Linked DNA regions of Mus musculus: regions 1, 2, 3, 4 and 6 are each linked to region 5. A link is a contact called in public HiCAR-type and HiChIP or PLAC-seq data. All regions are on one chromosome and are shown on one strand. The core of a region is the stretch at or near the end of the contact, and the rest is flanking DNA. Distances in the headings are between cores, read along the strand shown.

Region 1 (4,809 bases), core at 276-2,775, 450 kb before region 5:
GCTGTGGTGCCAATACCTTAACAACAAACCCTTTTGATGTTAATTCCCTTTTCAGGTGAGAAATCCTGTCTGCCAAGTCCCAGTAGGTATCTGTCAGTATCTGAGGGAGGAGGGGGGGATGCTGCCAAGCAATCGCTAGGCTCTGACATTCCATTCTTGCAAAAAGGTTGTGAAATAGGTTACTGGTAACGATAATCGTGAGGAATGAAACCTTAACTTCTACAAATCCATGAGCTTTGTAAGTGTGTATTCACACAAGACCACATACATACACACAGGGACTGATGGCTATAGGTATACAGATGTATGGATGTGTCTGAATGTACACAGGTGTGTGTGTGTGTGTGTGTGTGTGTGTGTGTGTGTACTGAGTATGCACCTCTATGCATTTATGTAAATCAGATACAATCATAGGTCATTATCACAGGAGAGACCTGATGAATAAGAATACAAAGATGAGCATGATATTATTAATAGTCAGAGAAATACAAACGGCGGCCATAGTGATGTGCTGCTTTGCAATTCTTAGAGAAATTAAATCATCTGATAATGGAGGGAAGCTGGGCTACTCAAAAAAAAAAATGGGCCCAGGGTAGGTAAGCGAGCCTGGAGCATTTTATACAGTGTAGGTAATCAACCCATGGGGTCTAGCCTGGCCTATATGACGAGGCACCACTTGGTTAAAATCTAGCTGTCAGCATGGACTTTGGTAGAGGCAATCTGCAGTAAAAACAGAGGTGGTGAGTGTTGGCATTCTTTCTAGGCTCCGCCCAACAGTTACCTAGCAACAGTCAGGTAGGCTTGGCTTGCTTTAAAAGGAACTGTTTGGCCTCGCCCCTTCTCTCTGACTCTCTGACTTTCTTCTCTCTGACCCCTATCTTTCCCTCTCCATATGTTCTTGGCCAGCCTCTTCCCCCCAACCCCTTCTGTGTCCTTCTCTGTCCCCTCTCTTCCTCTGCTTCTATTCCCTTCTCAGCTCCCCTTCCCATGCTCCCAAATAAACTCTATGCTATACTAGACCGTCCTGTGGCTGGTACCTCAGGGTGAGGGATGCTTCAGCATAGGCTTGCTGAGGTCTCCCCTCCCACTGCATCATCCTGCACTCTATAAAACATATCCTTGGTCTTTATAAAACACATCAGTGAGATGAGATGTTCAGGGATACAGCATTTGACTAGCACCTTGAAGTCCTGGGTTCAAACCCTAGTAAGTGCAAAAAGCACCCCACCACTCATTATATATGCTTCATTCCATGAGTTCCTGTCCCAGATATGATACTTGGTCTTTATAAAGGGTGGTAACAATTACATAATAACGAATGGGAGGAGCTTATCAATTTGATGGCTGAGCCCAGGCAGGGGCTGGGAGAAGACAGCATATTGTGTCCCAGGACCTGGGAGTCAAAAGCTGTTTTGAGGCTGGGTTTTGAGCTGTTCCTGGAAGACCACAGTCCTCCTCAGGTGGGGAGGGCCTTCAAAGTCACAGGCAGGAGGCTCTGTGCAGCTGGCACTGAGTCACTTCTGTGGAATGCAAGGCATGTTAGGGAAAACAGCTACAACACTGTGTACCCAGCCCCTGGATGCCAGGTTGTGTGAGTCTGGGACTTACAGGAAGATTCCCCCGTCCTTGGCTCAGAGAAGCAGCTGTCCAGGCAGCGGCAGTGTATAGGTCTTCCCCAACCAAACCTTCCTTTTCATTGCAGAGTAGCTGCTCTCACCTGACCTCGCTGAGAAAGCTGCATCTCTGGATGAACACTTAACTCCTGGGAGACAAAGGTAAACATATCTTCTGAGGCCCGCCCATTGTCTCTTGATTTCAACACGAAAGGATGGGGAAATCCAAGGGCCTGTATAGGGCACAGTGGGAGGGTCAGCCAGGCCAGCCTGGGGGCCTTACTCAGCCACCTGCCACTTGCAGGCATGTCACTGTGGTGAAATCTCGGCATGTGCACCAGCTCCTGGGTGCAGGAGGCGTAGGAACAGCTTGAGCAGGTGATTCACCATCTGAGATCGGGCCATAGGGCTCTCTCCCTGGCCGGGGAAGTCCCTGGCTTGCTGGAGCCTGGCCTCACCGCCCCTAGCTTCCTTTCAAGTTTCCTGCCATCCATCCATCACACTGATTTCTGCCTTCAAAGCCAGATTCCAGGGATGTCTCCCTCTGACCTGCAGGTCCTTCTAAGGGGCACACACATTCCTTGGCTCTCCCCTGCATAGCTCACATTCTTTTTCTGAAGCCCCTGTTCTAGGGGAGGAATACAAATGACACCATTCTGAAAAGCCTGGTCTTCGGAAATTTGGCTCTGAAATCCCTCTTGTGATGGTGGGAGGAAGACACATAGCAAATAAATACATAAATGAAACAAAACCATGAATTTGTTAGCTGTGCTCTGAAACGGTGCCTTTTGACTCTCCAGTTAGGACCAGTTGCCTTTCCCGAGGCTGGTTCAACAATGCGTGTGCATTACGTGTGGCTCACGGCAGCTTCAGTACCTGCAGAACATGATTTATGCATGTAAGCGCTCGGACTGGCCAGGGAGATAGCTCAACCAGTAACATTCTAGATAGAAGCTGGAGGACCTGGGTGAGAATCTACACAAAAAGCCAGGTGCAGTAGACTGCAACTGTAATTCCAGGGCTGGAGGAGAACAGATAGAAGAATCTCTGGGGACCCACTGGCCAGCTAGCCTAGGTAAATGGGTAAGCTCACGGGTTAGTGAGAGACCCTGTCTCAAAAGAAGAAAAAGTGGCACACTATTAAGGAAGATACCCAGTGTCGACCTCTGACTGCCACATATACTTGCAGACACATGTATTCACACCTGCACACACACACACACACACATTATCTTTTCAAAACACTAGGATTAATTTTTAAAATAATTAACTATCAACCATAAGAACACTAAGTTCAGTCACCCAATGTTATAAACATGAGGCTGTCACATTTTTTTCTCTTGTTTAAAATGACTCTCCAGCCTGTCTGAAAATTCACAGCAGTACCCAGCCTGCACAGATGCTCTCCCTAGGTTTATTAGCTTTGCAAGACCTTCTATCTCAGCCTATGGCTTTTGTGTCATATTTCAAACAGATTTAAGTATCCACTACCCAGCCTTAACTCAGGCTTTGAATAGAAAGTCCTGAGACCAAAAAGAAGATGCAAAGAATTTTAATTTATCAGAGTGTTGAAGCTACTAGTTAGATATCCCTGGAGTCACTACTCTGTGAGGAGTTACATCTTCACGGTGGCGTGGTAATATTTGCATCTTGAGTAAGTCATTAGGACATTCAGGCCATGTTGAATTCAAACTTCCCCATGATGTAACAGCACACCTGCTGTCCTCCTGGAATGAACACACAGGATGTACCTGGTTCTGTGTGCTTCAACAAAGCCATTCACTTGCTATGTGGACCTGAGCTCCTGCCTGCCCTCTGAGTTTAGAATTGCCTAGTATCCATAGGGCCCTGATGGATCTCAGGGGTTTAAGATGGCAACCCCAAAGCTCTCAGGAGGAAGAGGTATATAGACATGACGATGAACTTAGGATCTCTTGGTGCTTGTAGGAAGTTCCCAGGTGCTACTGGCATCAGGGCCTTTGGGAGACAAAGGTCTGGGACACTGATCTTTCATCAGTGGATCATCTGCCCTCTGAGTCCTGCACTGATTGGACTATAGAGAAATGGAATGAGCAGGGCCTGTCTGACCCTCCCCACTGTGCCCTATACAGGCCCTTGGATTTCCCCACCCTTTTGTGTTGAAATCGAGAGGCAATGGGCTGGCCTCAGAAGATATGTTTGCCTCAGTCTCCTGGGAGCAGGTGTTCATCTAGAGATGCAGCTTTCTCAGCAAATGGGATGAACAGAGTCAAAAGCAACTCAGTCTGTTGTGGCTTTCAGTATAATAGTCCCCATTTGCTACAAGAAAAGCTTCTTTGATGAGGGGGTGAGGGTGACGCAGGGGTGTAGGGAGACAGGAAAGTGTTTAGGATTCAGCTAAGAATTCTACTGATGTAGGAAAGTGATAGTAATAGATACTCCTTTAGGGTCTATGACTTCACCAGCCAGAAAGAAGTAGTTGGCTACATTTACAATACCAACCACAAATCTCCTCCTAGCTGAGTGGATTTAAACAACTGTGTTACCCTCAAGATGTAAATGTCACTATTGTAGCCTTGGGGTATCTTGCTATGCTGGACTCAGTTGTGGTTTGCCATAGGAGTCATAGCTGGGTTTTGGGCCGCAACAGATCTCAGAGGTTTAAGGTGGTCTAGACAGTCCCAAAGCTCTCAGGTAAGATTATCGATTGCTTTCTCCCATAAGGTCCCACCCCTAGATGAAGTCTGTAAGTAACTAAAAGCTGCCAAGAGAGGGAGAGTCAGTCTTCTCATAGGACAAGCCTCTGTTAGGTTATGCAATCCCAAGTGCTCACCCCTAAACATATATACATACACAGGTACAGTTCTAATTGCACTCAACAGGAGCTATAATGCATATGTAATATACATATACATATATATACATATACATATATAATCAATAACTAAAGAATAACACATGAATTTGAGAGAGTGAGGAGGAGTTGAAAAGGAGAGAGGAAGGGGCAGAAATTATGTGAATCCTGTACTCAAGTATAAAATTATCAAAAAACATTTTTTAAGTTTAAATATTTTAAAGAAGAAACCAGGCGTGGTGTCACACTCCTTTGATCTCAGCATTCAGGATGTAAAAGCAAAAACTGAAGAAGGAGAAAAAGAAGAAAAGAAGAAGAAGGAGGAGGAGGAGGGGGAGGAGGGGGAGGAGGAGGAAGAGAAAG
Region 2 (4,424 bases), core at 938-3,437, 430 kb before region 5:
CAGCAAAGATGGAGCAAAGCCAAGCAGATGCCAATGGCTCCGGGTTCCTGGCAATCTCTGCCTGCTGTTTGTTTCCTGTCCAGATGTCATAGCCATTGGTACGTGACAATCCTACCCGACTGATGCAAAGAGCGCTTGAAGCAACACTATCCAAAAAACAACAAATGTGCATTGAAAACACAAACTCACACAGGATAATGATGATAGGCCTGCAGAAGAATCCAGGACAAAGTAGAACCCTACAGTACTTCAGAGATGGGAAGGATGTTTGCTGGTGAAATTAAGTCTAGGATTTCACACTAGGAATATTGCCATGGTAGTTAATTTTTAAAACATTTTTATTCAAGGCCAGCCTGGTCTACTCACTCTGTAGAGTGAGTTCTAGGACAGCCAGGGCTACACAGAGAAACACTGTCTTTCAAAACCAAAAACCAAAAACAAAACAAACAAAAAAACCACCCCATTTTTATTTATTTTCTCTCTCTCCCCCTCCCCCTCCCCCTCCCTCTCTGTGTATTGATTGATAAGGGGTCAGAAGCAGATATTGAATGGGTTTCTTGGAACTAGAGCTATAGAAGGTTGTGTGCTGCCCGTGGGTACTAGGAATCGAATCTGGGTCCTCTGGAAGAGCAGCAAGTGCTCTTAACCACAGAGCCATCTCTCTGGTACCATCATGCAGTTCTTAAATGCAACCACAAAGTCCTTACGAAAGAGAGGTGGGTGGATTTAACAGATGAAGATGGTGATGAGCTCATAGTGGCAGAAATGGGTGTTGTCAGAAGTCAAGGAATTTCAAATCCTCTAGAAGCTGAATGAGGCACAGAATGGGTTCTTCCCTATAGCTATAGGAGAGAGGGTAGCACTGTCTGTGCCTTGATTTAGGCCCAGTGAAATGGATTTTTGACTCTTGGCCTCCAGAGCTGTTAAGAAAATAACTTGCTATTGCTTTTTACCAGTAGTCTGGTGATTCTAACAGCCACAGGAAACAAATACAATTGACCCTCTCTGATGATTAGTCTTGATTGACAACTCAATAGGATTTAGAATCTAAATGGAAACCAACCTCTGAGTGTTTCTGTGAGGGAGTCTCTAAGTTAGGTTAGTGGAGGTAGAAGGGATCCTCTGTAAATGTGGGCCGCACTGTTCCGTGAGCTGGGGTCCCTGACTGAAGAGAGAAGGGAACAGGGCTTCGGCATTCATATCTCTTTGGCTGTGAATGGAACGGGACTAGCTGCCTCTCTATCCTACCGTTATGCCTTCTGCAGCCATGGTGGACCATAGCCCTTTGAATTGTGAGCCAGAATAAACCTCTCCTTCCCTAGGTCGTTCTTGTCTGCTATTTTGTCACAGCAAGAAGAGAAGTAGCCAATACAGCCTTCTAGACAATCCTTAAGATGTGAGAAAAAAATCACATCTGACGTGGACAGGAAGCAATTTCCAGGATTGCAGATCCCAATCTGAGATATTCTCAAAGGCCTCACTGAGCCTCTGAAAAGGTCCTATCTGCTGCTGTTAGCATATCTATACTGCAGCCATGATTTCAAGCCATGTTCCTTACTGTAGATATCCTCCACCTAGAGTACTTTAGGAAGACCTTGTCATACTCTTTAATTTTCCAGAAACCTTGGATGGTCCAACTAAGCAGATCTGAGGTAACATGGCTAGTGGCTGCAGGGGTGGGGGCTCGAGTTTCTGGTTATGTATAATCCAGGAATCTGTTTATAATTGTATAAGACCTCTGTCCATCCCATCTCTGTATCAGAAACACAAGCAGATCTATTTAATGTTGATGTTTGAGGTTCAGAAAACAGTAAACCAGAATATCATGGAATTCCCTGAAGCCCAGTTTTCCGGGATAAAATGCATGAAACTGGAAGCTGGAGGTAGACCAGATGATCTGCTAGATCTGTGTGCCTCATCTGTTTAGGACCTCCAGGGCTTCTTTAAGCATCCTTGGAAAAAAATGAGACAGTGCATATAGACTAAACTCAACCGTCATCCTGACCTACACACATCTGCTCTCTGGTGCTTCCATCTCCTCTTTCCCTTACAGACATAAGAGTGTTCCAGAAAATCAAACTGCCAAACCGAAGAAGCCTACTATCGAGACTATATTCTGATGCATTGGATTGCCATCACCTCTCATTAGCAGCAAAACTTATGGCTTGGTCTTCCAGCTAACACTCCCTGCCCCGGTCCCGTGCCCATTAGCAGTCCAGAGTGCATGAATCACTATACAAACAGTTCATGCCCCTGTACCACTGCAAGCTAAACAAATTCTTTCCATGTGAGCCTTAATGTTAAAAAAAAAAAAAGAAAAAAAGAAAAAGATATGCAGGAAAGAAAGATCATTTTGAAAAGAACTCCAGAAAGAAAAGGAAATGAGAGTCGTGTTGGCCATGTGCTAGAAGGGCCTGGCCAGACTTCCTTCCTTCATGATTGCTGCTGTGGCTGCCTCTTAGGAAGGGCTCTCCGTGAAAGGCTGCAGGGTCAGTGCAGAGGCAGGAGTAGCAGAATGTGCTAGAATGTGGCCAAGGACAGAAAGCATGAAAATGAAGTAAAAGATGCAAAAGATGCTGTATGGAACAGTGAGCTCCTTGTCTGTAATCCCAGCTCACTAGTGGCTGAGGGAAATCAGGAGTTCAAGGCCAGCCTGAGCTACATGTTAAACTATTCACAAAGCTTCAGCCAGAACTATCAATTAGGTGCCGAGGCTAGCAATAGGAAAAAGGCAGGGTTCAGCTCAGAAGGCGGGCCAAGGAAACATCAAGGTGGAGAGAGCTTGTCCAACTGACTTAAAATAGGTTTTCCCTGCTAAAGGCAGGTAGGGTTGAGATATCCCTAAACTATCCACAGGATTCTTTCTGCAGCTGAGCCCTGCAGGTCCCAAAGAACAAATGCACAGAAGAGACTGACACAAGTTTGGTCAGAGGCCATATGCCAGGGCGAGGAGAAACTCCTCTTTTTCCTTTTTAAATTGACACCCCTCCCTCTCTTCCATTTCTATCCTTCTGGCATCTAACTTTCTATTTCCCGAGGTGTTGAGTGTGTCCTGAGTGGCCGAAAATCCAGAGCAGGATGTTCAAGACCCATGAGTAGGACTGTGGCCTGTGAGTCAAACCTTTGGGAAGTCATAGCTATTCCCTGACTTCTCATATTTCCAGGATCTGAGCTTGCCTATCTCTGGACCTTCTTACCTCCGCTCAACCCTGCCTTCTCTCTCCTCCCACCTTCTGAACAGAAGCTAGCTCTACCCTTCTGGGCTCCCAGGTTGGCCCTCTCTATTCTTAATCCAGTCCCACAGAAAAGTTGCTTAACAGTTAGCCTATTATTTCTTTTTCGGATTGTGGCTGGGGTGCAGACAATCTTTACAGTACAGTGAGTTGTTTAGCAGAGTCTTTTCTTTGAGAAAGTTACATTTGCAGCCACTCAGTCATTAGAAATGTGAAGAAATGCCATCTTGATATATAGAGGAACCATGATGACTAGCCTAGGCAATACCCACCCCCCCACCCCCCCCCCACACCAAATATCCATCCATCGGGACCTAGGATGAGCATTTGGGGGATACAGGCTCTTTATACATGCAATAAATTGAGATAAGGTCACCCTTGATCTAAGGGGGGAATATAAACCCAATCCCCTCATCACATGTCTAGAATCCCTAGCTCCTGCAACCCCAACAGGCAGACCCAGCCACCTATGTCTTTGTTACCTCAGAATAATTGATAATTATTATTAGTGTAATAATTAGAGAGACAAATCATTTTGGAAAATAGAGAGGGTGATGTTTTCAATGTTGTTGTAGTTTAAATTAATTTGAGGTTTCTACCGTAGACCAGATAAAAGACACAAAAGCTTTATATTTATAATAAGCCTTAAAGCATTAGAACTGGCCAGGTATCAACCTTCTGTGCTATTTTGTCTACTTCTCTGTCAATAACTCCATGATATAACTTGCCAAGTTCTGCCTGGGCTTCTCTTACTCCAACTGGCCAGCTCTGATAGTCATGTTCTCACAGTTCACCTATCCCGTGCTGTCTTCTCTCTTCCTCTATCCTCCCTCAAGGTCTCTGCCTCAGACCCTGACCTTGGGAACTGAAGCCCTGCCCAGTGAAGCCCTGCCCACCGATGCCCCGCCCACTTCTCATCTGCCCAGCTACAGGCTGTAGGCATCTTTATTCAACCAATAGTTTTAAATTAAGGAACAAGGTTGCATAGTATCAGTTGGTGTATAGGAGGATCTCTTCACCCCTGGAGGCAACCAGAACTTGGTGACCAGTATTTAGCATTACAATACATAGCAACAGACCCAACCTCAACAAATGTGGCCACATTAAGAAGAGTAGAGGAAGGGTACAGAGATCCCTAAGGTTGTCTTTGGAGTATTGGCATAGCTTTACATAAATCAAGGACTGCGGTGG
Region 3 (4,428 bases), core at 1,226-3,725, 290 kb before region 5:
AGCTGTTGTGTAAATACTTCCTACTCCAGCCTTGGGATGGTTGAGACTGTGCATCAGAAGGGGCCCCACTAGCGGGAGGAAAAAACCCATAAGGCCTTTGTTTAAGCTGCCAGGTTTCTGTCTCAGGTCCGGAGGGTGAGGAAGAAGCCAGCCACTTTGGAAGTTCACCATCTTTACCTAGCTCGAGGTGGGACTCGAACCCACACCTATCAGTCTACCTATCAAGGGATCCGACTTCTAGTCCCTTATTATCACACTGGCACACAGCCCCTGGAGAAACTAGAATCTGTACTCCCTGACCGTGGCCACTCACGGTTGGTTCTAGAAAACTCTATTCCTTTCTCCCAGGGGGTGAGAAGAACACGTCTGCACTGGCCAGAGTGAACTAAAGAAGGTTTTGTGATAATAGCAAAGTCATGGACGTGTGCATATAGATGAAGGCGCCGCACAGAGCAGAGTATCGTGTTCACAGTGGGAGGGTAAGCTCTGGAAGACGCTCTCTCCAGAAGGACGCCTTCTATCACTGAGAGATGCCAGTAGGGACAGCCTTGCTCCCGGATGGGCCGCACCTATGCAGAATTCACAATGAACGCAGTGGAGAAGAGGTTGTACAAGGAGCCTTGAGACATCTCCCATCTAACGTTCCGGGCCTGCCTCTCAAGTCTGTTCGTAACTTCAGAAAGCTCTCAGGCCCCCAAACTCAACGGATCAACGTCAAAACAAATTAAACACAGGAGGCCTCTTGTAAACTATGCCTCTGCCCAGGATGAGCCTGGCTTTTCTTTCCATTATGTAAATTCCATTAACAAAAACTTCTAAAAGGAGAAGCCGTGGGGAGGATTATTAAAGATGAATGATGCTTTCAAAGGCAGGTCAAGGTCTAAATCCCTAAAGCAGGATCTTCTCCACTATGGCCCTCACGGAAGACTCCTAGGAACGTTCCCTTTGGGGGCTTCTCTGAGTTCCTGTTGACTTCAGTGATTAATGGCTTGCCCTTTGAAAAAAGCAACAAAATAAGAAAAACAATAAAACCTCACTACGGAGATAGAGTAGGATCCAGCTGAAGGAGCGCTGCCTCTAATGTAACTCGAACATAAGTAGGAACTAGCTAAGCTTGTCAGCAACTAGAGAGGAAAAGGCTGTACGTCTAATATAAGCTGAGATTAGGTTTGGTGAGAATATATTTCTGTTAATTTGTTGACTAAGATTGCTCCTAATTAGGTCCTGTTCCCAGGACTAAAGAAGGCATCCCTGGCTCACAGCGCATCCGGCTCATTCCCATATAAAAGAACATGCCTTTAGCAGGCCATTCCCAGGGAGCAGCAGGGTCCCAGCCATGGTCCTGTGCTGCTTTGTGTTTATCAGGGAAAGACCTAATTCTGACAGGCAGAGATGCAGGCAGGCAGGCAGGCAGGCGGTCCTGACCCTGGGTAAGAACTACCAGAAAAGAACAATACCGGTTCACTTCAAAAGTAATCGTGACAGTATCTTTGCTGTGTAAATCTTCTACTTGTTGGAACAGCCAGACTCGAAGTCTTTTGTCTCCGCTTAACAGTTTAAAGTCAGGACCTAAAAGAGACTCAAAGAGGATAGCCTGTGTGGAACATTGAGTATTTATAGAAACTGCTAACATTGTCTGTTCATGGCTACTTTCCCTAGGAGGTTAGGCAGAAACAGGCCAGCCTTATTAAAGAGCCATTTCCCTCATCCCCTGGCTGTTCGGAGTGATTCTCATGTGTGTGTGTGTGTGTGTGTGTGTGTGTGTGTGTGTGTGTGGTGGGGTGGGAGAGGGGGTTCTTAACCGACCATCCCCTGTGTGCTTCAGTAGCTGACACTCACGCACCATCTAACGTGTTACCGTGGAGCACATTGTTCATTGTCCCAAGGCACAGTTGGGCCTTGTGTTGTACAGGAGATAAGTTCGGGGCTTTGAGCCATCATTTGTGATTACACGAAGTTCAGAGTTGCCTGACTGGCATTTCTGGAATTGTTGAAGACGAGATTCTTAGGAAGAGTTTGAAAGCCTAAGCATTTTGAGGCAAAATTGCATAATGAGAGAGAGAGAAAAAAAGGACCCACCTATCCTTGCCTTTGTGATTTAAAAACAAACAAAAGACAACAAATAAAAACAAAAAATTGGGCTTGCTGAACATGAAGCCTGCAAGTCACCTGCAGTTTTTTATGGGAGTGACCAAGTTAAGAACAAACACTTCAAGAACAGTGCTATCCACCAAGCATGGTGCTTTCAAATTATCTAAGAATTTGAGAGAGGAGAGTCTCTGCTTTGTAAAGTGTATAATATAGCCTGCCTACGGCAAAGGATGTACTCTATAAATTTATAAAAACAACAGCTCATGAATAAACAATGGACTTAATGCAAGTGCCTCAGGCTAGAGAGTGGATTCCGAGCCAGCCCCACCCTACCCACTCCTCCGCACACTGCAGGAGCAGCCACTTCTGTGCAAAGTCCAGTGTCCTTCAGCTAGAACTTGAAGGGCATTGTGTTTCCCTGGCCTCCGAGGCAAGGGTGTGGTGAAATCTAGTGAGGAGGAGGAAGACACAGGCACTGTTGTCCTGAAGTAACAAAGCAGAACAATAACAGATGTGACTTCTGGGACCCTGCTTTAGTCCCACGGTCAGGTTTAATGGCAGTGTTGACAGGTAGCTGGCTGTCCCTGTGTGTTTAGAGCTCAAAGATACCTCAAGTCAGGGGGACTCAACTGGCTTCCAGGTCTAAGATTTCACAAAAACCGAGTCCTGACTTCTGCTCACTGCTTCCCAGAGCATTGGTCCCACATGCATTTTGAGCCACTGGGAAGGATACTGAAAGTGGAGGGGGCTGGGTCCTTACACAGAGAACTGCTTCCCTTGGTGGACAGCTGCTTCTAGTGCCTTCTCAGGGAAAAGAGAGAAAGGTGATAGGTTAGTTCTTTGCCGCTGGTGAAATGAGCCAATTCAAACCAGATTAGATTAGATCATATTAAAGGCAGGTTTATTGGGAATTGAGGCCAGAGGAGTTGCCATTGGGAGGGATGGGGGACAGAGAAAGAGAGAAAGGGTATGAGCATAGAGAGAAGAGAGAGAGAGGAAAGGAATAGAGACCAACATGTCTGGATTATTATATAGGGAGGAGCCTCTGGGGTGGAAAGTTCAGGGTTGGGGGCAGGGTGTACCAGGTAGGAACTGAGGAATGCTGGGAGAACCTGGAGGCCTAGTCTGCTTTGGTATGTAAGTTATGCACTTCAGTCTCTTGTTCCAGGTCCTGAAACCAAAGGAAGGAAGGAAGGAAGGAAGGAAGGAAGGAAGGAAGGAAGGAAGGAAGGGAGGGAGGGAGGGAGGGAGGGAGGGAGGGAGGGAGGGAGGATCCAAAAGATATCAGTACTCATCCAGGTGTTAGATTAGAGCTAGATTGCTCAGTGAAGTTTTCTAACTTATTCATTCACTTCAAAAAAAATTGTTCACTAGGCAATTTGAGGTGACATTTCTGCTATAACTTTTTTGTTTGTTTTATTTTCCTGAGTTGAGGATAGAACCTCATGGATACTCATGGGTACTCATGGGTGTCATGGGTACTAAGTGAAGACTCTACTAACAGGTCACATCTCAGCCCTCCATCTTTCTTAAGGTGTGCTAACAAGTTGATTCTAATTCATCTTCATACTGAGATGAAATGTGCTAGCCAGCAGATCCCCAAAGCCCTCACCAAAGAAATCAAGATGTCCCAAGACTCGATCCCATGACTTAGGATCCTATCTATGGCTTAAGTCACAGTGGCTGGGTGTCACAGGTGACCTAGAGTCTGTCAGACCAGCACCCAGCAAGTGGCTCAGGAGATGACTTTGTCAACTTCATGGTGATCTGGCAAGCTGTTTGTTAAATTAAATGTAACTATTATTGCAAATAAACTGATGCAAACTTATAGTTAATTAGATTTTACTGAAAGTCAATGTAACTACTCCAAATCCATCTCTTAAGTATTTTAATGCAGTCATGCTTGGCTTCAAGGCTGTTTACAACTATGTTAGCTGCATAATGGAATTTCTGTGTCTCAACATGGAGCACACCCTTCTCCTATCTTTTCTTGTAAAAAATGTATTGTATTGTATTGTATTGTATTGTATTGTATTGTATTGTATTGTATTGTATTGTATTGTACTGTATTGCTTTGTATTGCTTTGTATTGTAATGTATTGTATTGTACTGTATTGTATCGATTATGGGCCTGTGTGTGGGTTTGGCCACATGAGTGCAGTGCCCAGAGAGATCAGAGCTGGATTTACAGTCAGTTGTCAGCTGCCCTCCATTGGTACTGGGATCCAAACTAGGGTCCTCTGCAAGAGCTGCAAGGGCAGTGTGCATGCTCTTAATTACTAAGCCATATCCACAGCCCAGTGATTTAGCCCAGACTGACTTCAAAGTGGAAATCTC
Region 4 (4,797 bases), core at 924-3,423, 480 kb after region 5:
CCTGGCTCCTGCAAGGGTCTGTATGTCTTCAGGGGAACAAGCAATTCCTCTGGTGCCCAGACCTGGGGAGGGCTCTAATTATATCTGGAATGCCTCCATGGGAAAGAATTTATGGCTTTATAAGTGAGTGTTTCCGATTTAGGGAAGGGAAGTTTGGCAATGGGAGACCTTGCTGCCTTGCTGCCTTCCAGGCTGGAGGTGGAGCCTGGGAGGATGAATGGCGGAGCCCAGCCCAGTAAAGCCCTGAGCTCCACAGTGGCTGGCCTGGGGTAGGTAGGGTAGGCAGGACAGCAGATACCATGACAGTGTATGGCATGACAGCCATGGGGTACGGGTGGGGGCTGGGGTTCAGGCAAACAAGGCAGTCAACAAGGGGGTGGCTCAGAGCCTGGCTGGCTCCACTCCAGGAGCTCAGTAGGGCAGAGGGTTGGGGTGAGATCGCGGGGCCTGTCCTAACTCTGCTCTCCTTCTCCTTCCTCAGCTCTGGTCCCCCAGCCTTCTGGCTTCCATGTTTCTCCACAGTTACTGTTTCTGCTTGCTTGTTCTGCAGCCTCTCTCCCATGCTGCTTCCCTTCCTCTCTCTCCATTCCTTCCCCCCTCCACCATCTCCTTCTTCCTCTTTCTTCCTGCTTCCACTTAGGCAAGCAGAATGAATCACAGCCCCTCAGTGGATTCTGCATCAGCTTCAGCTGACCACTGGCCAGACTTATTGGTAACAAAATCTCAGCTGTAACAAGCATGTGTAGCCCCCTTTCCTTGTGGCTATTTCCTTAAAAGTTACAGCATAACAAAATAATGATTGAGATACCACGGGTTCTGGTAAGTGTTGTAGAGACACAGCCATGTAACATTCAGTACATCCTCTTGAGTATGGGAACATCTTGGATTTTGGTGTGGGGCAGGGTAGCCCAGCAAATAGATGTTTCCCATGGGCTGCTTGGCCTCAGCGAGTTTTTATGTCTCCCATGGGATCCAGGCACAGTTAGAACCTGTGACTTTTATCTATTCATAAAATAGTAATAAAAGTAGTCATGCATGCCCTTGAATGCCCTCATATACTGGCCTGGCATCAGGAGGGGCAAGGTGAGCCTTAACAGGACCTTTGCTGTCTAGAGAAGGGGGAGAGCTGGGAACTGTGATGACGGTGGGTCGGCAGTGATCTCCAGAGATGAGATGTTTTGCTAAGAGCTACATGGCATAGTGTTTGGGGCCTGTGTGTGTGTGTGTGTGTGGGGGGGGGTGGGTCTCTGTTATCTTTTCTTGCACCTTATTTGAATCAGATCAGTTTTGTACTCCTCACGGGAAAGAGCTACACGCTGCTACCTCCTTAGGTCAATCCTCAGCTAGGCTGGAAGGAGTGTAGGCCAGGTGGGCTGGCACTGTTGTGAACCTTGAGATGACCTGCGTGTGTTGGTGTTTGGTAGCAGCCTAGGAATGCTCCAAAGTCCCAGAGGAACAGAGGGTCTTAGAAGCTTGCTTTCCTGGGTGCAGTGTGTGCATCACACTGCTATGCAGCAACGCTGCATTAGGCGCCTGCTCCCCCTGGGTGTAAACTCCAAGTTTTTCAGAGTCTTTTGGAGAAAAGCCCCAGGGGAATATCCTGCTATCTGTCTGCCACCTCTCCTTGGCTCTGAAATTTCCCATGATGACTGTTGCTTCTCTGGAAGTCCTTTGACAGAGAGGGGAGCAGCAGGTAAGGTCCATTCTCTGGGAGCCAGGATGGGACCCCTACATATCCAGCCTTCACAGCCCCTGCTGTGACAGCAGTGACTGGGAATGCATGCGGAGCTGGGTGCTGGGGACCTCAGGTCCCGACACCAGCCCTGGCTGCAAAGCTGTTGCCAGTCTCTTTTGAAGCAGCCCAGGCCATTCCACCTTTTTCTCTGGCTACTTCCAGTCCTAGGGATGCCAACATTGGACATGCCATGGTTCCTGTCCTGCACCCAACTAGGAACTGAACATCAAGGGCTACCAAAAGCCTCTGCACCCTACTCTTATGCCTAGTACCCTATTCCCTGAAATGAAGCAAGGCCTGGACCATGGGCCGTCACATTTGGAGCAGCCCTTCCCCCCAGGACACACAGTAAGTTTGTTTTCATGGTTTCCACTGAGGGAGGAACAGGCTATCACAGAGGGCGGCCACCCAGGGTCAGCTGCACTCAGGATTTTTGTGGTCAGGGAAGAAGTGACTCACCATCTGTCCTTCCCTGTGTCTGTTCCTAACTGCTGGAGGTAAACTTCTGTGTGGGAGAGGGGTCCAAAAAGGGGCACCATGGGGGTGCAGTTCAAGTCAGCTGATCTGGCTTGCCACATGAGTGGGTCAGGGCTGACTGCTACCCTGCAGAGGTGATCCACCCCCAGCCAGTAGGACTTGTCTATCAGGAAACTAGTGGTGGGGAGGGGGAAGCTGCTGTCCCTGAGACTTGAGGTTAAGTTCCCAGGGAAGACACAGGGAAGCATGTCTATTCTTCAGGGAGGGCATGGCCAAGGCCATGTGGGGGATGGACGGACGGGACATATTAGGTTCCATCTTGCTGGTTCCAACAGGTGTCATGGGGTGAGTGCAAATGATGTGGTTAGGGTTGAGAAAGGAGATGAAGGTGTGCCAGTGGGAGGTGGGGGCAGGGGATGAAGGTGTTGCCAGTGGGAGGTGGGGGCAGCCTTGCAGTAAACACTGGGTCAACACCTCACCCACTGGATCCTGCTTGTCTGTCTGATTGTCATAGCTCTGTCATGTTTTCACAGGCTCAGGGCTCCCTTGCTTGGGTCCCAGGGGTCTGTGTCATTCAAGTCATGTAACCTGGCCCTGCCACAGGGTTCTGCAGGGTGTTCTGCTGAAGGTGTCAGGCTTGGTGCCACTTGAGGAGGGTGCATTTTACTCCGCAGGCAAGGCATGGTTACAGAGCACAATTGCACCGTGAAGCCGGGCTATCAGGGCTGACGACCATTTCTGGAGAGGGAGCTGAGTGTAGGCGTGGAGGAGGCTGGAAGGATGCTTGGCTTGGACGTCCTTCTGTGTGGGATGGGTGAGGGGATGGGAAATCCCCAGAGGGGGAGGAAGTAGTTCTGACTAGAGTACAGGAGATGGGTGCTGTCTGGAAAGGCCTGCAGGTGGAGGAAGGCTCCTTCTAGGTGACTATAATGACTCAACCTCATAGTACGAGGGGACAGGCAGCTTGAAACATTGGAGTGGGATAGGGCTGTCTGGGGCTGTAGTGAGGGCCTAGATCTTGTTATCATTACAGGAGAGGTTGGCGACATCTCTTGATGTTGCTGCATGTGTCCTAGAGTGTTCCTCTTAGGGATGAGGATAGGGAGGGACATGTTCCCAGGTGATGTCTGTGCAGGTCCAGAAGCCATGTCTGAATTGGGGTCTCAAAGGGTCTCCTTAGGGCCGTGACCAGGCATGACATCTTAAGAGTCACCAGGGGCAGGTAGGGAAGTATCTGCTGTGGACTGTGATATCCCCGGTTCTTTGCTGGATAGAGAGGGGAAAGCTTAGACTACAGCTGGAGTCAGCTCTAGGTATGCCACCTGTGCGGTTTAGGGGAGGAGCCCTGGAGTGGAGGGAACATGAGGGGACGGGCAGGTGTGATGGTTGCCTTTGGGGTGGACTGGTCTTGAGGGAGGGATAAGAGGCCCAGGGGTATGGAGTTAGTCCCTGCTTTGTGTGTTCCTTGCTGTCAAGCATGCAGCAGTGTCTCGGGATTCCTATGTCAAGAGTGTCTGTTTCCAGATCCTGGAACCTTTGTGTGGGCTGACAGTTCTCCATCTTTAACATCACTCCTGACACAACATACAGTGTTGGTGGGAGTACCATTACAAGTCCTGGGATGCCCCAAATTGGTGACCATTGCTCTTCAGCTCACCATTCTTCAGTTTGTCTTCCATTGTGGAAGAGTTTGGAGCTGGTGCTGAGTTTGGAAGGAGTCACAGGTAGCTGATTGTCAGAGCATGGTGAGGAAGTACAGTGGTTGGGGCAAGGCTGGGTTCCTGGCTGAGGCTTCATTCTCGCCCCGCCCACACCGCACCTCAGCCCCACCCCCTGAGCTGTTGAAGCTTAGCTTGATGTCTGCATAAGGCCCCCGGAGGCAGGTGTGAGGCAGGTAGGTAAGAAGCCATGGATGTTTTCTTTTCTGTTAGTGCCAGCCATGATATGGTGACTTGTTCTTCTCTTCCAAGGAGCTCAGGTACGAGGCAGTTACTCCCCTGGAACTGCCAGGGGAAGTGGTTGCTGTCTGCTGCCTGGGTTTGCTTGTCCTTGGTGCCTGAGGACCACTGAAATGATCCACTGGTTGACAGTGGCAGGGAGGGAGGAAGGGGGAAGGGCATGACATTTAGACAGAGAGAATGGATCCTCTCTTGAAACCTCTGGTCATAGAATTCCAAGTAGCCCTCTGGGAGAGCCCAGCCTGGGATGCAGATGTGGTCACTGTCAAAATGTGCTCCTCAGGACCTGTGCAGACTCGGGGCATCATTTGGGGCCTTCACTTCAATCTTCATGTAAGTGCCAGGAAAACCTGTTAAACCTTTCGGTGTAGGAAGATGGGGTGGCCCAAGGATTCCTTTCTTGGCTTTCTACTAACATCTGCTGAGTAGTGCCCTCCTCTCTGCCTAGCTGCCACCTCTACATGCAGGTGACTCTCAAGATCAGGCCTCTTTAACTCTTGATGGTCCTTCCTAGAGGATCCTCACCGAATCTCAGTCACTCTGTCCTGTGCTTTAAGCTAGTCCTGTGTACTGCTAATTCTGTTGTACTTGCATGTGGTCTTGGGGTCTCTGCAGGTACTGGAGTTT
Region 5 (4,510 bases), core at 1,383-3,882:
GTTTGTACACACCCTTCTTCAACGCACACACAAGTGTTTAACTCCCAAGACCTGGGCTCGCTCTGTATGCCGACTAACCCCATCTGACTTAGCAGGTGCTTTGATGCGCCTCCCTTTGTGAAAAACCACAAGGACCGCGTTCACCTGTTCGTTGGCTCAGCTAGTATCTGAGGTGTGAGGGGCAGACACAAATGCCCCTCTGAGCCCCCCACCAGACCCCGGGCCCCTTCACAGAGGCTCAAGTCATCCGGTTCATGCGACACTCCGTGGTGAACCCTCCTAGCCTCCTTCCTCATTGCAGACTGGTGTCTCTCCTCGAGCCTGTTTTGGGAGTGTTTGATTGGACACTCTTACACACAGAATGCAGCTTTGTGTGACTCCTAGCTTCCGGCAGTCAACTGGTGTTTTCAGTTGCCAGAGATGCACAGACACCCCAACAAGAAGATGCTTCAGGGTCCAAGCGAGTCTTATAGCTGTGGCGCCTGTAGTTAAGACAGGTGGGGCGATCCTTGAGTACACTCACCCCACCTGGGAGGAGCAACCTCGCCTCAGAGAAGAATCCGAGGCCGCTGTTGAGGTTTAGCAAGGAGGGCAAAGAGGATTTCCGGGCAGTGGTGTGGGCTTGAGCTGGCCTGGTTCTCTTTCTGAGCAAGATAAACAGTAATGAGGGATGCCCAGCAGGAACAAGCTGAATTTTCGGAGGCTCTCAGTGGCTGTTGTCACTGCCATGCAAGGGACCAAGGAAGGTGACCCCCTAAACATATAGACAGAATGCAGGACATCAGTGTGGTCATTGAAGAGTCACAAACAGAGAGCTCTCGTCCAGACTTACACAGCCACTGCTGGCACAGACCGACTTCAGCCTGTCCTTCCTGTCCCCCTGTTTCAGATGTAGTGTTCTTCTAAAATATTTTAAATTTTAATTTTTTTATGCCTATGAGTATTTTTTTTTCCTGCATGAGTGTGACTGGTGTTGATGGAGACCAAAGCAGGGCATTAGATTCCCTGCAGTGAGAACTACAGATGGTTGTGAGCTGCCATGTAGTTGCTGGGAATCAAACCCTGGTCCTCTGAAACAGCACCAAACGCTGAGGCATCCATTGAGCTCAGTCAGTCCGTTTATCTGGTGGATCTTAAGTAATGCGGAGAGCTATTCCCGACCTTGTTGTGTTGTCGACCATCCTCTGCTTGTTTACATTTGTACCACACAGAGTTCACTCTCATGGTCTCTCCTGTCTCTGGCTGCCTCTTATAAGATTAGTTCCTCTGAAGATATTAGATCCTCAGACTGGATGCATGCACAAGTTGAAAGCAGGAGGAGCAGAAGTTCAAGGCCATCCTAAGCTATATAGGGAGATTGAGGCCAGCCTGGGCTACATGAATCTCTGTGTCAAGTCAAAACAAAACACAACAAAAGGTGAGTGTCTCTCTGTGGTTAGGTGAGTGAACTTGCTTAATAACTCGTTGGCTTTGTTCACAAACTCCCCTGAGGTGGGACGAGGGTGGTCTCGTACAGGCACAGCAAGGAAGCCACAAACCACTATTAGCTCCAACCAGGTGATCAGGTTGAACCTTGATGAGACCCTGACCTTGTTTGAGAGAGAGGCTTAGACCCCAGAAGATGGTGTCTTCGCTCAGCTAAACCAACCCTGCTTCCTGAGCCACTGAAATGGAGAAATGTCCAACCTTTGTTATCTGTGGTCATTTGCTGTGCAGAGCTGGGTTCCTTTTGACCCACCAGGCTGTCCTTGGGTTCACCTGTGTGAATTATCCCCACCTTTGCTGTGGGGATTTTTGAAGCAGGACTACCTGTAGGATGGTAGAATGTGACAGGGAAGCGCTTTGTCTGCCCCAGCATGCAAACTGCCAGTGGAAATCGGATCCTCTGCACACACCTCCCCCCACCCCCACCAGCTATTCCTCTGCATCAAGCTCCACACTGACCACCTTGTGATATTGGAGCTGGTCCGCCCGGGGTGATGTGTATCTGATAGACTTTCAATGCAGGTACATCTGCCTCCCCTCCCCCAGACTCATGTTATTATTCTCCTTTGTTCCAACTAGATTTTTTACATGGTTTCGGTTCACTTTTCTTACTGGATCCTACAAAGTCTTGGAATTTACTAGAACTAGGCAAAACGCGCTGGTTCTTAGAGTGTTCTTTCACTGCGGGGGGGGGGGGCACTCCACCGTGCAAGGCTTTAAAACAGAATGAGACTCCTTGGAACCCTTCTGTCCCAGGGGATGCTTGGCAGGATTGTTTTCTAGGTTTTCCCGGCCATGACCTGAGTGCTCAGGCCCTGGACTCCACTCTGGCTGGAGTAGAGTGATGTTTGTGGTGCATCCTCCTTTGAGAAGGCCTGCCTGAGAGCTGCTTTTTCTCTGGGCTCCCTGGAGGTGGCTGCAAAGGAATGTGGGCCCCTGGCTGAGTGTTCCAAACGCGCGCGCGCGCGCGCGCGCACACACACACACACACACACACACACATTCCTGGAGCAAAGTTAAAATTAGAAAAAAAGCTGCCACATTTCCTGCCATTCAGGCAGTCGCTGGTGTTTGTTTGCACAAAGGTTCTTCGGTAACAATCTGGAGTGGGTTTGGGAGGATGGAGCGGTTGAAGTCATGATTTTCAGGAGGGAGGTGAGCGGTTTCCATGGCGACCTTTGTTGTGGGCGTCACCCAGCTTTTGAGTCCCTGCACAATGATACTGGAATGGAAAAATGCTGTCAAACAACTCCTTTTGATAGTTCACAAGAAAAATTTAATTTTACTTGTTTCTTTCTAGAAGGCAGATGCAAAGGGGAATGAGCACAGCTGACTGCCCCTCTTTTTAAATGACCTTTAGCCTCCACTTTCTACCTACGCTGGGGTGGGGGGCACCATCCCTAATGTACTTGTCAACCAGAATCCTCCAGGTTCAGCAACTTGTCTGCACCTAGGGTATGAGAACCTAAGTCTGTGTCCATACTGTGAACACCCAGCCATCATCTTTGCAATAGTGCCTGCTAGAATCCAGAGGCTTCCTCGTGCACAAGAGATCAGGACAAAGGTCTTGTCTCAGAGAACACTTTTCCTGGAGATACAGGGACAAGGGGGAGGTGCGTTTGTGCAAGAAGGAGAGGCAAGTGAGGCTGGGAGGGGGTTGGGCAGTAAACTAAGTTTGCTAGAGTGTGCATCCCGAAAGATACCCAAGCCCTAGTGTCTGTGACCATTACCTATTAGAGCAAAGGGGCCTTTGCAGATGGGAGGAGCCTGGGGTGTCAGGATTTCTTGGTATTTTCATTAATAAAGAACTGATAAAGAAGAGATTCAAGAGCCTCCCGCCAGCATCATTGGGTGCTGAGATCCCTGGGAGAGACAGAAAACCAGAGAGTCTAGGATAGGGCAAGGTTGTTCTTTTCATCTAGCAGGGTGGCTAGATGAATTCCTTTTAGGGGCGACCCTACCACCGATTACCTTCTGCTAGGCCCCACCTCTTAGAGAATTTACCTTTTCTTAACATCTCCAGTCTGGGAGACTTAAGGTTTCAGCATTCAGACCATGTCCAGGCCGTACCATGCATGGTTCCTACTTCTGCCCTACATGCAAACACATGTGTCTTTGTAAGAGGTGGTGGAGGGAGGTTCAACCACAGGAACTGATGACAGATACGGACTAAATGAGTGTGCTTTGGGTACCAGAGGCAGGGAGATTGGTAAACTCGAGAAGCTAAAAAAGGGCAGAGAAAGGATTTGTAAGTCTAACCCTCCCTGTTCACCCTGTCTCCTTGGCTATCTCCTTGGCTTTACCCCATAAGATTGGGTTCAGATTTCTAGCCCCTAAAACTACATGGGATAAACCTGTGCTATAGCAGCAATAGGAGAGACAGGAGTGTGGGAATCCAAAGACGTGACCACTACACAGAGCCTTCCTTCCTTCCATACTGTGCGCTTCCCTGCGGATTAGCCTAGGATCATGGCACCTGCATTAGTATCCAGACCTAGCTGACAGCCCCAATCCCATCACCTCTGGTGATCTTTAACCTGGGAGTGATCCATGGTGATTGTATATATTATTGACGAAAAACCATCTCTTGGAGTACAGGCGACACTTGCTCTCTCACCTCCGATTTAGCAGGGGTATAAATGTGTTGTATTAATGGAACAAAATATTTGCATGACTTTTTAAATTGGTGTGTGTGTGTGTGTGTGTGTGTGTGTGTGTGTGTGTGTGTGCACCAACAATACAGAGTCACCCTCCAGCATTGACTAGAACCAGCCAGGAGTGCTGTTTTGTGTGTGTATATCAGCCTTGTTTGTGTCTTGGCAAAAAGCCAACCCAGTGACCTAGAGCCAGCTGTACATTTCCCATCTGTTCCAGACTGCGACCCCCCCACCCCCACCCCCAGAGGCAGAGCCTGGTATTTTAGATGGTGACTTCTCTCAGGAACAGGGTTTGGGGCACCAGGAAGATGAGGTGAGAGAGGAAAACAGCAAGAGGTGAACTGCTGAACGAGTGACCTTGTGGACAC
Region 6 (4,094 bases), core at 388-2,887, 510 kb after region 5:
CTGTCCAGCTGGGCCCTGCTCACTATAGGATCTTCGATCGTTTAAGATGCTGTGGAGATCTGACAGGCTTGTGATGACATCATGCTGATTTCTGCCCATGTGACCATGCTTGGGTGCCGTGGGTTGAACCGTGTGACATCATCATTGCTCAAGCTCTTCTGACCTGTACTTCTAGCTTGTCTCATAGACAGAGACCAGCCATCAGAGGGACAAAGCCTACCAGCGACCTGTTTTCTGCTCTGCCTTCCATCCTTGCTGGTGGCCTGCTCCCTGTAGTAGGCAATGGGGCTTTGCTCTGAATGAGCCTAAGGCCTCTCAGGAAAAGGAAGGTTCAGGGAGGTTCAGGGTGCCTTTGGCCTCCATGCTCCTTAGTTTCTACCAGGAGTTGGATGTAGCCAGGAGGAACTGAGGTTAGTGGAAGTCCAGGCAGAGGCCTAGGGAGGCTGTTGTCTGCATCTGTGCGCAGTGGAGTTGATGGCACTGTTGTGTCCCTAAAGTGGATGGGCCCTGTGGAGATGTATGGTGTCCCTTGCTGAAACAGGTCTCCTGTGGGGCAAGAGCTGACCTTTGGGCTTCTCAAAAGGAGCATGAAGGCAGCCCTGACCCCTGAAGCTCATCCTCTGGCCTTCCTGTGTGCTTCCTCTGCTAGCACAAGCTACAGTTGAGGTAGTTGAGGTGTCCTCATGAATCTTGGAGCCCATGTGGGTAGCACAGTCCCTGCACCTTTATTCTGTCCACTTGGCTATCATTCATAACCCACTGTCATGATTAACGAGACTAGTGAAGGAACTGATGTCACATTTTACATGTCTAACCTGGAGTCCTTGTAGCCTGTCACCACAGGAGGGAGGTCAGGACCCAGCACCCACTTTTTCCTTTGTTGAGCTGACTAAAGACTGTTAAGTTCTGGGACCATAGCTTGGTGTTAGAGCAGTTGTCTAGTGTGTGGAGGCCCTGTGTTGGTTGCACTGCACTGCAGAAGGGGGGGGGGGTGGTAATCGAAGCCGTGCTTGGTTTGTGATGAGGAATGACAAGCCACAGTGGAGGTCACTTGTGGCATCAAACAGGAGCCAGGCAGCCTGACCCACACCTAGCAGAAGGCTCAGTGGGCTACCCACGCCCACCAGTGTAATCTCTGCCCTACTGTTAAATTGCAGTGCAGTAGTACTTTATCTAAACCAGTGCCTGTGAATGTGTTTCCTTCTTGTATTCCATGGAGTGAGGTGTTAAGTGGGCACCGCAGTTTCCTCTGGGTCTTTGTTTTTGGTGAGGGTGTTGAGTCGGGGTGGTCAGGTTGACTTTGAGCTCACTGTGTAGCCTAGGAGGACCTTGAACTTCTGATCCTTATGGTCCCACCTCTCAAGTGCGGAGATTGCAGGCGTGCATCATATCATACCAGCTTCATTCAGCGCAGGACATCCATCTTGGGCCTACTATGTGCGTAATAAGAAAGCCCACAAACAGCTGTGCCTTCAGGCTCTGTCCACTGGGAAGGTCCTTGGGCAGTGTATGCAGACATGCCCTGAGTCGTTCTTTGAAGCAGCCAGGCAGCTGCTCTGTCGTCACCTGAGAGAGACAGGAGCTGTGGTTTGCCTCGGCCCCCTCTCCCCGCTGGGTGAGGAGGTTTCTGTGTGGGTGCTGTGTAGCTTGTGTTTCCATTGCTGTCTGTGGCACAAGGCTCAGTCGCTGAGAAACCACACAGAGGAAGGTGACAGAGATTGTGGTGCAGACGTCTTTGACTAAAGCATGTGTCACTTTTCATTTGGCCCTGAGCCATGCCAGCCTTGCCTTCCTTCAGACTGGGCCCTGTTTTTTAAAGAAAGGTTTCATGATGAAACTGTGTCGATTCTTTAGTCTTTCTTTTCTTTTCTTTTCTTTTCTTTTCTTTTCTTTTCTTTTCTTTTCTTTTCTTTTCTTTCCCGTCTCCCTCCCCCTCCCTTCCCCCTCCTTCTATTAAGTCAACTATTTTATTAACCTAGTTGCCACAAAAATGAACATTCTGCAAAGATGTCACACAAGGCTACAGTATGGATGTGTCTTGTCTTCTGTAGCTTCTGCAGGTCACCCGGTGCTCCTGATTTAGCTTCTCTGAGCAGAGACCTTCCTCTGGGTGACTCGGCTCCTTAGACATGGGGGTTTCTAGGTCAGTGCAGGGCCAGGGATGTCTGTCCTGTGTTGGTTGCAGCCTCTTTGGTGTCAGGGGACTGTCTTCCTGGCCTGCTTGGCACCCCTCACCCTTTCCAGCCACCGACAGAGGAGAAGCAGGCCATGGCTTCCAGCCCTGACACCTGCTGGGTCTGAGTACCAAGCATCCTCCTGAGCACGATGACTGACTTGACCTTGAATGTGTTGTGGGGGACTTTGCTTTTTGGACAGCTTAAGAGGTAACAGGAGTCAGCATTTGAGGAAGATTAACGAGTGAGCTATATTGGAAAGAGACATGAAACCTGTGACTGGCTTGCAGTAGGTACTGACTACCTCAGGCTATCGTTTCTGATAGGCGGTGGCACACGGGAAACGTGAAAATCCTGTGAGCCAAAGCGGGATATTGGGTGTGAGGTGGAGAGGTGTAAGGCAGCCTGCTTGAGTCCCTCAGTACTGAGGGGCCCTCTCTTCCTGACCTGTCCCGAGTCACCCTCGCTGAATAGCTGTCTGGTTTCTTTCTGAGGATCCAAATATTCTGCACCCTGCAATCTTGCTGCTGGCTCTAGCCATTGTCTATATCCTTTGTGTGTGTGTGTGAGAGAGAGAGATTTCAGGAAAGTAACTGTTTCAGTAGAATAAAAAAAACAGATGAAAATCTAGCTTGACACCAAGTCAGGCCCAGGCAAATCAGGCTCCTGCCTCTGTTTTTCTACATTGTGCTGAGAACCAGGACAGCCTTCAGGTCTGCTGTGGACACTAGGAAGGCCTGGAGCTGGAGTGAGGGAGTAAGGGCCAGGGTGAGAGCCTTTGGCATTGCTGAGTGCAGTATGTGTTATACACCACAGCCTTGAGGCCAGACAATGTGTGAACTTGGGCAAGTATTGGCCTCCAGGGTAGTTGTAACATGGGCGGCTGGTATGACCCTGCTTAGGTGGTCCCTCTACCAAAAATGATATCTAGGGAATGTTTTGACTTCTGTGAGTTCTGTGGCATGTCTCCTCACGTTTCCCATCCTCTATTACAGATGCTTTCGTGAACAGCCAGGAATGGACACTCAGCCGATCGGTACCGGAGCTCAAAGTGGTGAGTGGCATCTCTGGCCTTGGGAGGTGGGGGGCTAGAATAAGCAGGATGGGAGTGTGCAAGCTTGCCCATATGGAGTTCTGTTTCCTGAGGCCTGTAGGTAGGACATGTTCCATCTGGGAGTGTGTACTGGGAAAAGGCCATCACTGGCTAGAAGGAGCTAGAGCCTTGAGCGTGCCCAGCTGAGCCATAGCAGCCATTATGTACAGGACCAACGCTTCCCTGCCCGACTCCATGCTGCTCTGTGTCTCACACATAGACTACTCTACTAATGCCACCGGGGATCGACCTGTCCCTTGCTGGGCATTATGACAGCCTCTGTAAGAAGCCATCAGAAGTCATAATTTTAAAAAAGTAACGACTGTTTATATGCAATTACGAATTCTTGGCATATGTCAAGAGTTCTGTTTTTAATAGAAGCAGCTTCTGGTGGAGTTAAAGCTTATAGCTGGCTTCAGGGAGTATTTCTCATTGCAGTCGCCTCCTGCAGCAAGCACAGTTCCATTGCCCGCCCCTCCCTCCCTCCCTCCCTCCCTCCCTCCCTCCCTCCCTCCCTCCCTCCCTCCTTCCCTCCCTCCCTCCTCCCTCCTCCCTCCTCCCTCCTCCCTCCTCCCTCCTCCCTCCTCCCTCCTCCCTCCTCCCTCCTCCCTCCTCTTCTCTTCTCTTCTCTTCTCTTCTCTTCTCTTCTCTTCTCTTCTCTTCTCTTCTCTTCTCTTCTCTTCTCTTCTCTCTGTCTGTCTCTGTCTCTCTCTCTCCCTCTCCTGTTTCTCTAGTGCTGGGCTCCATAATTTACCTGCTGGAAGACGGCTTCGGATGGTGAAGACCCTCAGTTGGGCCCACCCACTCACTGTGCATTTCCCACTATG

Evidence for each region. HiCAR-type assays count read pairs that join an accessible place to other places. HiChIP or PLAC-seq counts read pairs in DNA pulled down with a chosen protein or histone mark.
Region 1: a contact with region 5 is called in an H3K27ac HiChIP or PLAC-seq map of extraembryonic endoderm stem cells, with 4 times the contacts expected there. The contact joins two enhancer-like sites. A contact is called at or near these places in 2 of 115 datasets of contacts at active chromatin or transcription factors (extraembryonic endoderm stem cells and pancreatic cancer cells).
Region 2: an HNF4G HiChIP or PLAC-seq map of pancreatic cancer cells shows a contact between it and region 5. The contact joins two enhancer-like sites. A contact is called at or near these places in 4 of 115 datasets of contacts at active chromatin or transcription factors (epiblast stem cells, extraembryonic endoderm stem cells, pancreatic cancer cells and 1 more).
Region 3: a contact with region 5 is called in a HiCAR-type map of embryonic stem cells, with 6 times the contacts expected there. The contact joins two enhancer-like sites. A contact is called at or near these places in 1 of 484 Hi-C or Micro-C datasets (embryonic stem cells) and 8 of 115 datasets of contacts at active chromatin or transcription factors (embryonic basal ganglia, embryonic stem cells, epiblast stem cells and 2 more).
Region 4: a contact with region 5 is called in a FOXA1 HiChIP or PLAC-seq map of pancreatic cancer cells. The contact joins two enhancer-like sites. A contact is called at or near these places in 1 of 484 Hi-C or Micro-C datasets (embryonic fibroblasts) and 1 of 115 datasets of contacts at active chromatin or transcription factors (pancreatic cancer cells).
Region 6: an HNF4G HiChIP or PLAC-seq map of pancreatic cancer cells shows a contact between it and region 5. The contact joins two enhancer-like sites. A contact is called at or near these places in 2 of 115 datasets of contacts at active chromatin or transcription factors (epiblast stem cells and pancreatic cancer cells).

The regions. Positions count from the first base shown.
Region 1 is chr1:88,638,061-88,642,869 of GRCm38.p6, forward strand. No RefSeq gene overlaps it. Among named protein-coding and RNA genes, the nearest start is that of Arl4c, 62 kb to the right of the region's middle. Within about 2 kb of position 1,526, at least 129 of the 459 cell types and tissues checked have an H3K27ac peak or open chromatin away from gene starts, as enhancers often do. A contact at or near this core is called in extraembryonic endoderm stem cells and pancreatic cancer cells, where this site is marked.
Region 2 is chr1:88,660,719-88,665,142 of GRCm38.p6, forward strand. No RefSeq gene overlaps it. Among named protein-coding and RNA genes, the nearest start is that of Arl4c, 39 kb to the right of the region's middle. Within about 2 kb of position 2,188, at least 45 of the 459 cell types and tissues checked have an H3K27ac peak or open chromatin away from gene starts, as enhancers often do. A contact at or near this core is called in pancreatic cancer cells, where this site is marked.
Region 3 is chr1:88,798,171-88,802,598 of GRCm38.p6, forward strand. No RefSeq gene overlaps it. Among named protein-coding and RNA genes, the nearest start is that of Platr5, 45 kb to the left of the region's middle. Within about 2 kb of position 2,476, at least 28 of the 459 cell types and tissues checked have an H3K27ac peak or open chromatin away from gene starts, as enhancers often do. A contact at or near this core is called in embryonic stem cells and extraembryonic endoderm stem cells, where this site is marked.
Region 4 is chr1:89,568,553-89,573,349 of GRCm38.p6, forward strand. The region is part of intron 1 of Agap1 (ArfGAP with GTPase domain, ankyrin repeat and PH domain 1); the gene reads left to right. The region is part of intron 1 of Gm41914 (a long non-coding RNA gene); the gene reads right to left. Among named protein-coding and RNA genes, the nearest start is that of Gm41914, 10 kb to the right of the region's middle. Within about 2 kb of position 2,174, at least 71 of the 459 cell types and tissues checked have an H3K27ac peak or open chromatin away from gene starts, as enhancers often do. A contact at or near this core is called in embryonic fibroblasts and pancreatic cancer cells, where this site is marked.
Region 5 is chr1:89,090,284-89,094,793 of GRCm38.p6, forward strand. All of the region lies in intron 1 of Sh3bp4 (SH3-domain binding protein 4), which reads left to right. Among named protein-coding and RNA genes, the nearest start is that of Gm34331, 11 kb to the right of the region's middle. Within about 2 kb of position 2,633, at least 101 of the 459 cell types and tissues checked have an H3K27ac peak or open chromatin away from gene starts, as enhancers often do. A contact at or near this core is called in embryonic fibroblasts, embryonic stem cells, extraembryonic endoderm stem cells and 1 more, where this site is marked.
Region 6 is chr1:89,601,429-89,605,522 of GRCm38.p6, forward strand. It overlaps Agap1 (ArfGAP with GTPase domain, ankyrin repeat and PH domain 1), which reads left to right. Exons shown (of 18, transcript NM_178119.3): 2 at 3,170-3,228. Among named protein-coding and RNA genes, the nearest start is that of Gm41914, 23 kb to the left of the region's middle. Within about 2 kb of position 1,638, at least 64 of the 459 cell types and tissues checked have an H3K27ac peak or open chromatin away from gene starts, as enhancers often do. A contact at or near this core is called in pancreatic cancer cells, where this site is marked.